2 separate regions of the Mus musculus genome follow, and region 2 is linked to region 1. Evidence: chromatin contacts called from public promoter capture Hi-C data. All regions are on one chromosome and are shown on one strand. The core of a region is the stretch at or near the end of the contact, and the rest is flanking DNA. Distances in the headings are between cores, read along the strand shown.

Region 1 (5,129 bases), core at 1,227-3,726:
CACTGGCATTGAAGTTGTTATTAAGGAACACAAGTGATTGCTCAGATACTCAAAGGAGCTTATGAAGAACATGGTGCATTCATCAAGAGTCACCACAGGAAAGATGAATTATTAAAAACAACGCTGAAGTAATTTACCCTATTTGGGAGGGGGGGAGGAAGATGTAGCCTTGTTTCATACCAAAAAATAAAATGATTTCCAAATATGTACTAAATTACTAACATACAAAACAAACTCTTAGAAACTGCAGTTTAGAGGCGGAGCTGAGGCCTGTACACATCAGCCCTGGGCTCATGCCTGGCCCTGATAAACTACCTAAGAACAAGAAAATGGAGGTGGATATTTCTCTGAGAAAGGGGGAGGATTCTATAGGTTTTAAAGCCAAAGAAGAAATATAAAAGGAGAAAAATATATGGATATGAACATGTAAAGGTCAAAATTCTTGTTTATCTAAACTATCACATTAAAAAAAAAATCTAAGGGCAGTTGGGCAGGGATGGTGCATGCCTTTAATCCCAGCACTCAGGAATCAAACATAGGTGGATCTCTGTGAGTTTGAGGCCAGCTTGGTCTACAAAGGACCAAGGACAGCTGGGGCTACACAGAGAAACCTGTCTCAAAAAACTAAGAGGGACAGGATCTAAAGGCAAACAACAAAACAGGGAAAATATCATATATATAGTCATGTTAATGTATATGCTAACTGAAAATATATAGCCTGCTCCCAAACAGGCACAAGCTATCAGGTAAAAAATATATTTAAAATAGATGTAGTAATAAACATATAAAATCTAGCTTTATATGTAACAGAGAATAGGTGTGCAAAGCCAAACAATGAGAAGCCATTCTCCCCATGAAATGGTCAGATTTATGTTTTTAAAAATGACAATAGTTAATGCTCTAGTGACATGAAGGACTTATAATTATATCCCAGGCACTTTGAAAAGTTCACATCTCTTCAGTAATTAATCTAATTTTATCTTATTATTAAAAATAATGTTCTTGCACAAGTATGCTTATCAGAGTATATTCTTTATAATAAGAAAGAACTGGAAATCTTTAAATAGCCAGTAAAAAAAAAGGGGTGAGGGTGGAGAGAGAAAATTAAGCCAACTGTAGCAATGGAATCTTATATAAGCATTCCAAATCACCAGCATTTCTGATGATTATTTAATTAAATTAAAAAAAAATCAAGGTAAACACTGATATACTTTCAAGAATGTGCCATGCTCTCTACACAAAGAGAAAAGAAGCGATTGGTGTGTATCTCTTTGTTGACTATGGTACTGGCCAATAAGACTGAAGTATAAGGCAGATGATTCCCTGGGTCCTCATGTCATTATCATACTAGCTTTCCATTTCAGGTCTAGAGATGGCTGCTGGGCTGTGAACCTCCCTGCTCAGCTGCCTAAAAGATTACTTTCTCTTTAGCAACAGATCACAATTCCAAATTCCCTACCATCACATACCTTACTAGTCAGGCAAACCCCACAGCTATTCATAAAGTGAACTGGGACTAAGGAGGTCTTTGGGGTTCCACTCTGTGATGCACTGCAGTGTGGGTGACAGTACTCCCACCCAGGAGCCCTCCTATCCTCCAAGGCTCTTGCTGCTGTTACTGACTCCTCTTTCCTTTCTCTTGTTCTTTCCAGTGTAAATCAGCTGCTTGGCCTCCCAATGGGAAGGGCTTAAGTAAGTGGCAGCCAGACTGGCCCATCCCCTGTGTCCCCGGCCTAACTATCCACTTCCTTCTTGCTTGCTAGCATGCCCTGGGATTAAGGCTCATTCTAAGCTTTGGTTTAACAAAAAAGCCCAGAGCATCCTGGGGTTAACTCTGGGCTTAGCCTTTCACAGTTCTATGATTAAATTGCATTTTTCAGTGGTTGTGCTTTTAAACTCAAACCCCTTTAAAAAGAAACTTAAGGAGAGCAAAACATAAGAAACAGTCAAATACCAATAACATATTTTAGTCGTTTGGGGGAACGGGCAGCTTTAGAAACCGCAAATTCCCACTTATGCAAGGCTACTTGAGCTACTTCATTACTTAGTGACAGAAGCCTGGCTCTCAAACATGGTCAGAAATGCACTCTTGTTTTCTTTTCCTATTTCTCTAAAATATTATAGAAGGTCTAGGCTATTACAGTAGGAGTTGGCTGACTATACAGCTCTAATCAAATAACAAAAATTATTTTCCACCGATAGATTTTTTTTTAAGACTAAAAGGCAGATCCATGCCCATGTCCTGGTACCTGTTACACCAGCTTGGCACACTTAGTCATAATGATGTATACATTCTAAACTTGAGAGGGTCCACATCTGTGCCTTCACTACCACAGGCTTTGGTACCCACCTTGTGCCAGGCAGAAGGTTATGTCTTTCTTCTTCCCTGGGAAAGTGACTAAGACAGGAACGTGGAGTTCAAGTCTTGTTTTGTAACTGTTTTCCAAAGCCATGGCTGGCACAAGTCAAAACGGAAAGAACTCCAGGGAGCTTTCGCCTGGAGTCTATTCTGACTATTTAAAACTGAACATTGCAACATCAGAGGCTAAGGGTGGATTTCTGATCTCAGAACCCAGCCATAAGAGCAGGATTGGATGGTGGTCTAGCAAGAGCGCACATGAACTGGAAAACTAATTTATCACCGAAGAATCTGGAGATAAGAAGCCAGTGAGTTCAGGCGTCTACAGGCATCTTGTACATTAGGGGTGGATGAGAATAAGTATGGAATAGTAAAACCTTCTATTTCTTTCTATAGTAAGAACTGAGAGCTTTGGTGGTAGGCATGTGCAAATATGTATTGAACAAACTAGAAGCCAAGGAAACAGCTCCAGAACGAGGTAGCTGATGCCCGTCTGAAACAGTAGGACATGATCACTCATGGATACCGAAGGACAGAATAGCTATTTTGGAAAGCAAAACTATAAACATAGGGAACAGACACAAGAGTGTCACAAACAGAGGCCTTTTAAATAATGTCCCTGAAGAAAATGCTTGAATGTGCTTTAGAAATAAGGCTTAGTATAAGTCCATACCACCGGTCCTGAGATACATAAGACTGCTAGGCAACGGAGAAGGGCTCTACTGTCAGGACAGAGTGACAGGAAAAGCCCTTGTAGTCTGTGATCACAGACCATGATGGAGTCTAGATCAGCTTCACTTAAAAAATAATTTCCAAGTTTTTATTTTGCCACATCAAAGATACTAAAAATGTACCAAAATCTATCATCTACTATCACTATCTCTTTATAAAAGGAGATTCTAAAACCACAAAGAATGTAGGGATGGAATTATTTCAGGAAAAAGAAGTATTTAAAACTGATCTCTTTATGAGTGTGACATTATTAACATCTGGTGAAAACACCAGATCTACAAAGGGGCACTGGAAATCTTTGTGTGTGTGTGTGTGTGTGTGTGTGTGTGTGTGTGTGTGTGTGTGTGTGTGCAAGAACATGTGCAGGTGAGCATAAATGTGTTTGCACTAGAGTGTGATCAGAGGACAATCCTGGGTGTCACTCCTCAGGTGCCACCAATCTTTCTTTCTGAATTAAGATTTCATATTAGTACCAGGGCTTACTGATTCAGCTACAGTGGCTGGCCAGGACACACCAGAATCCTCTGTCTCTGTTCCCTAGGATGGGAATTCTACATTTGTACCACCATGCCTGGATTCAGGGATTTATCCTAAGTTCCCAAGCTTGCAATACACTTTATCAACTGAGCTATCTCTCTAGCCTGGGGGAACTTCTTTGATAGAAGCACATGGGAATTCCAACAGGAGAAAAGAAAGAAACTTACAGGTTAAAAGCCACTGAAAGCTGAAGTCATATTACAGTGAGTTTCAAAATGCTGGATAATGACAGTGTTTCTAAAACTTCAATTATATAAAAATAAATGGTCATTTGTCACAGCTGCATTCCATATATGCTATTTATTCAATACTTTGTTTAAATTAAACAATTTGGGTACTTTAAATACATTTATTTAAAATAAAAGTCCTCTATGGATATCATAAGTCAAAAGCCATGAAATCAAGCTGATCCTGCAACTGCCTGAGCCCCTTTCTATTTGCTGGCTCCACTGTTGACATCAACTGCTGAAAAGGAGGCCATCAAATAGCAAAGATTCAAATCCTACTAGCACCAGAATGAAACTTGATTTAACCTGAAGAATGGAGAGAAATGAAAGGACACCTTTCTTTCCATAAAATATTTTAATCTATACCTAAAATGATTGTAACAACTCACATCATAATGGTTAATGGTCTGTGGAGCCAGAGGCACCCCCGCTTACTTAGAAAGTAAGAGTGCTGTTGAAAACAGCCTTTCTGAACCTAAATTTTGAACTCTGAACTAACTGGTGATCTAGAGCAAGCCTCCCTGCTAAGATTTTCATCTCTAAAACAAGAATAACAATAGAATTCAATGCAAATCCAATGGATATATATGACTCTTAACAGTCATTGGCACAAATCAGATTATTTTCTTATTTCACATTTTGGAAACACTATGTCCAGGTTTGGTCTAGGCCTAGGCTAGACTCTGTCAGGCATATAGTTGTAGAGAACATTTTTAGAAAGCACTGCTCTAGAATGACAATAAGCATTTTGCTCAAATTAAAACAGAACAACACGTTATGCATACATTTAAAGTAACTTACAGTGCACTTTGCTTTTAAGTTTCTGCCATGCCTCATGTATCTGACAAACATGTCTAAATTATATAGTTTTGTCTTTAAATAAGGCATAGCACAAGGCACATTTGTCACACAAAAAGACGTTTTACCACAGATCAGAATCTTAGCTTTAAGTTGCTACTTAGGTAAACAAGGCTAAGTATATTAACTTTTTAATTATGCAATCGATATTTTGTCTATTTAGAGTAAACAACAGAATTAACATAGGATTTAATCCTCAGAGTGACTACAAGTGTTAAATTTGAATTCATATTATGAAATACAGTAAAAGGGTCAGCCATCAATAAATCATTGAATAAAACGCCAACATCAAAAAGCATGAGTTCTAGGGGCTCCTAAGATGGATTAGTTGGTCCTGAACAAGAAAGACTTATATTAACATATCCTAAGCTGTTGCCTTTCATGTATCTCATCCCTTTTGTCCCTGGAACTATTTT
Region 2 (5,129 bases), core at 690-3,189, 71 kb after region 1:
TAATGCTGACCCGTCTCTAAATTCAGGACCTTTAGCATTATTTTCCATGTTGAGGATATTATATTAAAGTATTCTTTATCTTAATCATGTGGGTCTTCTGGAAGATCCCATACTAAAACAAGAACCTGGCTCACCTTCTCTTAGTCCCAGCCCTGCTCCAAACACTTTATCTTGCCAATGTATGCTCCAATTACGTTCTTTCTACAGAGACTTCCCCTGGCATTTAATGTTCTGCTAAATCACCACTAGCTCTCTCTGTGTGATTTCCTAGTTACATTTCTATTATGATTGGTCTCAAAGGTCAACAACCTTTTAGCAGCTTAAAAGTTGATATTCTCCATTTTGTTTTTCTGAGAAACAAGCTGTTTCTACTCTGTCTCTGGACCTTATCTTTTCTTCCAGCTTGGATTTAGAGGTCTCTACTTGCATTAGCCCCATTCAGTCTGTGGCTTAATCACATGTAGTGTTGCATGGCAGCCCCTCTGACTTCCCCTCACGTCTCTCCCTGTTCTTAACACTGCTTCTCTTCTCTCATACTGCATGAGGTCTCATCTCTTTGAACTTTACAGTATCTTTAAAACACAATCTTCCTTCTTCTTCCCTGACAGCATCTCTCAGAGTAATGCCTACTTGAGCTATTTCAGTAATGACAACAATTTGATAAAATTAAAGTCATGAGAGTGGACCCAAAGAGTACTAGAGACAGTCTCAAAATGGAAAAAGATGACTTTCATCAGGTTCCTATCAATCCATACTTGGATCTCATTTTCATCCCGCACCAAGTTCCATATGCCTTATGAGTTTTGGAGACTGTCTTGCCTTGCTTCTTTCCTTTATTCCTTTGTTTTATGACTTCTAGGTTTTTCTGCTCCTCTTAAAACACATCTATGACCATTTCCAAAGCTAATATTTTAACTAAATGTTTGGTATTAAAGCAAGGCTATTTAATCTTTTCATTTAATAGGGTAGGGAAAATTAAAAACTGCCTATATAAGTAGAAAATACCTATTTTCTGGTCCCCACTTTGCCATTTGAAAGGAATTTCTTAGCATAATAATCCCTAATTCTCTCCCAACCCCTAATCAGAACTCTTCACAGACAGAGAAATGAGGTATCTAACTGATTAGTTTACTTCTTAAATATTTATATATTAGTGTGTGATGGGAGGGGGTACATGTACAACTGTGCAGTAGCAGAAGTCAAAGGACAACTGTAGGGAACTGGTTCTCTCCTTCTACCTTTACATGGGTTCTGGGGATCAAACTCGGGTCACTAGACTTTCCTTTGGTGGCAAATGTCATCCATCTGAGGTATCTCCTAACAAGTGAGTTTAAAAGAAGGATCCTGGCATGTTCCACTTGACCTCAGAGAGCTGGTATTCTGCCTACTGCAGTAAGAGGGTATTATCTCAGGGATTCCAGCTGTGGCCAGATGCACAAATGAATCTAACTTAGGGGTTCATTAAAGAATAATAAATGTAATCTCTAAACAATACAATCTCTTCTTTACGGTCTCTTCTTTATGATGTCTGAAAGAAAAAGGAAGACACACTGTTTGTGAACCCTGTAAAACTCCTTAAGGTTCATGGCTAGGACAGAAAGCATCCACTCAAGGTAGGGAAGGAAAGAGGAAAGCAACTGGCATGTGCATGATGGTAGGATTATTGGTAGCTTCAGGAGATGCCAGGAAACCTTTGGCATTATCTGGCACCTTTTATTCAAACTAAAATCCTTCATCCTAGCAATGGATGAGAAATATCATCTTCCCAAAGGTGGCCCATCCTTTGTTAGGCTACAGACTTCTCTTTATCTAAGACATCACCAAAGAACCTCCCCATATTTTCTGGGCAAAAATACAGTGGTACAGTATTGCTGAGTTAAGATATTTGACTTTGGTTTGGCTAGAATTTCGTAATACATGAACTGTATACAGACAAAGTAGCTAAACCTTCCCCCCAGGACAAAGTGTTGATGGTGCTGACTCACAAAACTGGAAAGGCTGGCTTGAGGCTCTAAGTCAGTGGCAGGCTACCAGTAGGAGACCATGCTTCTGTGCCCCTAATTTATTACGTACCCACTGAGTCTGGATGCCTCCCAGCCACACATCAGGTGTGCCTATTATTCTGTGTGGTCTCTAAGAGTCTGGGGCTTGAGAAGGACATCTTTATTGATGAAATAGGAAAAAGAGATCAAGACTGTCAAGATAAGTCCGATCCTCTAAGTCAGAGGCACAGGCCTGGTGATTTGAAAGGACAGTAACTTTCAGCAAGGCTTTTGGTTCAGCCCCATATGAATTAAACGGGGAAGACATAAGCTTTGGTGAATATGATTTCTAGTCTTGTTGGAAATAGCTTCGAATCCACATCTAAAATCTTGGAACCCTAGTTTCTGTGGTATATTACATTTTACACAACAAATTACATTTTCTTTTCAGTTAAAAGTAATAGAGAAAAGCAATTTAGCTCATTATTTTGTATATATTAAAAAATAAGCACACCATTTTAAGGTAAAACTTGAGAGTGGTATCTGCATTAGAGCAGCTGGTGCTCTGGAGAGTGGCAGGAGGTGGACAGAATAAAGCTGATAGGTTCTAGCCTGACTCTGAAGCAATTTGGCCCCAGGAGTGCCCAGGAAAATACCATCCAAAATCTCCTCTCCTAGACAGCTACAGTCTGTGTTGAAAGCGGGCTGATTTAAACAATGGAACAGGTAAATGCTGAGGGCTACTTGTTTTCCTAGGGGGAAACCACATACATCACGTATCCCTCTTCTAGCTAGGTGCCATTTTGGTTTCCGAAATGGTTATATACTACCCTGTACTGCTATACAATAACATGTGTGGTCTTTATCCCTGGATTCTGGCAGGGAGCCAGAATTTTCCCTAAATGATACAAATGCCTCTGCTACTTGTGAGCCCATTAAATTACACCTGAGTTTATAGTAATGAAGCCATTCAATGGCTTTAGGAAGAGAGCTGGTCACCAGAAAGATCCACCACATGAATAGAGCAGGGTCTGCTAGTCAGCCTGACCCCAAGGGAGAAAGAGTGGCTAATGATTGAGTTCAAACATGTGGCTGATGAATCAACCTACTTTACCTATGTCATGGAATTGCTGTGCAAACAGCAATTTTGTACAGCATGGGTATGAAGTTCCAGGGAGCTTCCTCACTTTGAACAGATCATGTGATGAGATGGTGATGCACTCTGATTCTCCAAGAAGAACAGTCTGTCTGTCCATTTGGTTGCTCCTGATTCATGTTCTTTATAATAAAACCATTAATTGTAAGTATAGCTCTTTTCTGAGTTCTGTTGGTTGTTCTGGCAAATTAGTATGAGAACCCCTGAGCATTTAGAGCCAGTCATCGTGAATGTAGCCCAGTGGTCCTGGACAACTGTAGCTGGCATGTGAAATGGAATAGTTTTATGAAGGACTGGGTGTCATGCTTGAACTGCAGTGAATAACTGAGTTGAAACAGAATAGGTACACACGTGTCAAGTAAGTTCTGATAATGCAGTTCCCAGAAGGGGGCAAGCCAAGTTTGAGAACCCCTAGTCCATGGAGGCAGGTTAAGCACATTTGGAAATGTTACATGCTTATCCCTCATATTAGCACAGCGAAGCTCTGAAGTCACGTATTGAAAACTCAGAAGTGCCTAGAAGCTGCAAGATGTAGAATCATCTCAAGTTTGGCATGAGTAGGTTTTACACTCATCATCTACTAAACATTTTAAACAACTTAGACAATTTAGTGGTGAACGTGTCAATTTGTTATGCGGATGACTCCTGTCTGAGATCCCTAGAAATGGTGGGAGAGCAGCAAAGCCAATGTGGGAGTGCTGAAGGAAGGTCCAGATAGTTCACCAAAACCGTTCAGTGCACATCTACACTGCACCAGATGCAGAGTTAGGTAGATGGCAATGAACATGATGAATACAGCAACTGCCAGGGCAATATCTGCAGCCACATTCAGGAAGCATACATTAAGCAAACAATTACACAAAAAAATCTTACAATCTCAATTGTGAATAGCAGTTGAGCAAGGGGCACTAAGCTTGCATTACAGTGAGGGGATTTAGAAAGTCCTAAGCAGTTTGAGGGGTTGCAAAAAGTGCTCTTGAGGACTTGAGGACACTGACCTGAAATATGAGTTTGGGTAGCACTGGGAGCCGCACTCTCCAAAGAGAATCAACTGGCCATTTGAGAACTTGGGAGCGGGTACAAGTGTTGAGGAAAAGAATGAATCCAGTGCTAGAACTTAGGCAAAGGGTCTGAAACCCAGTGGACAGGCCAAGATGCAGTAGGGATGCTGAAATTCAAGACTTACAAGTGGAAAGCAACTGAAAGTTGTAAATAGGACTGCCTGTAAATAGGGCCAAGCTGAACTTTAACATGCTCACACTCATGGCAACTGATATATCACACGGGAAAGTTAGAATGCAAGGCTACTTAGGAGCTCGTGTGGACGGCAGTCTGAGTGACAGATGCTGGAGTTGGAGGCAAATCATTTAAGGGAGAAAAAAGGCTGCCTCAAAATTCAAATACTAACTATGCTCATCAGACAAAATGAAGCCAGAATGTAGGTAAAGAGTTAGACCCATCCCAGTACTTTCTTTAAATTCATCACAGCCTAGAACCCTGTTGGAATATCATGAATGCTTCCATAGTGCAAGGGTAATGTGAAAACCTGGTGATTTTTCAGGAAATCAATACCTTCATGGTTGAAATGCTTAACATATACAGAAGAAACACTTTAAAGGAATATGTTCATAAAACCTAGGAAAAACTAAAGGATGGTTTGATTTACCTACTAAGAGCATTCTATTACCAGGTGCCATACACCTTTGATCCCAGCACATGGGAGGCAGAGGCCAGCCTGGTCTACAGAGCAAGTTCCAGGACAGCCAGGGCTGATACACAGAGAAACCCTGTCTTGAAAAACCAAATGAACAACAACAGAACATTTTATAGCTAGGTTAGTTAGTACTTTCTCCATGTCAATATACATTTAGTTAATTTGGAAATGTCATAATAAAGCCTCAGGGGTTGTAACTTCAATAGGTCATAGGATGGGTCCAGACAGTCCTTCTCACATCACATCACACGCCTGATTCTAAGGCATCTTTTGATAG

Evidence for each region. Capture Hi-C pulls out chosen DNA fragments and counts their contacts.
Region 2: a contact with region 1 is called in a promoter capture Hi-C map of adipose tissue. The contact joins two enhancer-like sites. A contact is called at or near these places in 1 of 39 promoter capture datasets (the 3T3-L1 cell line), 9 of 484 Hi-C or Micro-C datasets (the 3T3-L1 cell line, the N1E-115 cell line, bone marrow-derived macrophages and 6 more), 2 of 115 datasets of contacts at active chromatin or transcription factors (embryonic stem cells and pancreatic cancer cells) and 3 of 9 other capture datasets (adipose tissue, embryonic stem cells and liver).

What each region holds. Positions count from the first base shown.
Region 1 is chr1:64,834,320-64,839,448 of GRCm38.p6, forward strand. The region is part of intron 6 of Plekhm3 (pleckstrin homology domain containing, family M, member 3); the gene reads right to left. Among named protein-coding and RNA genes, the nearest start is that of Gm51628, 50 kb to the right of the region's middle. Within about 2 kb of position 2,477, at least 18 of the 459 cell types and tissues checked have an H3K27ac peak or open chromatin away from gene starts, as enhancers often do. A contact at or near this core is called in adipose tissue and brown adipocytes, where this site is marked.
Region 2 is chr1:64,905,997-64,911,125 of GRCm38.p6, forward strand. The region is part of intron 3 of Plekhm3 (pleckstrin homology domain containing, family M, member 3); the gene reads right to left. Among named protein-coding and RNA genes, the nearest start is that of Gm51628, 22 kb to the left of the region's middle. Within about 2 kb of position 1,940, at least 16 of the 459 cell types and tissues checked have an H3K27ac peak or open chromatin away from gene starts, as enhancers often do. A contact at or near this core is called in adipose tissue and brown adipocytes, where this site is marked.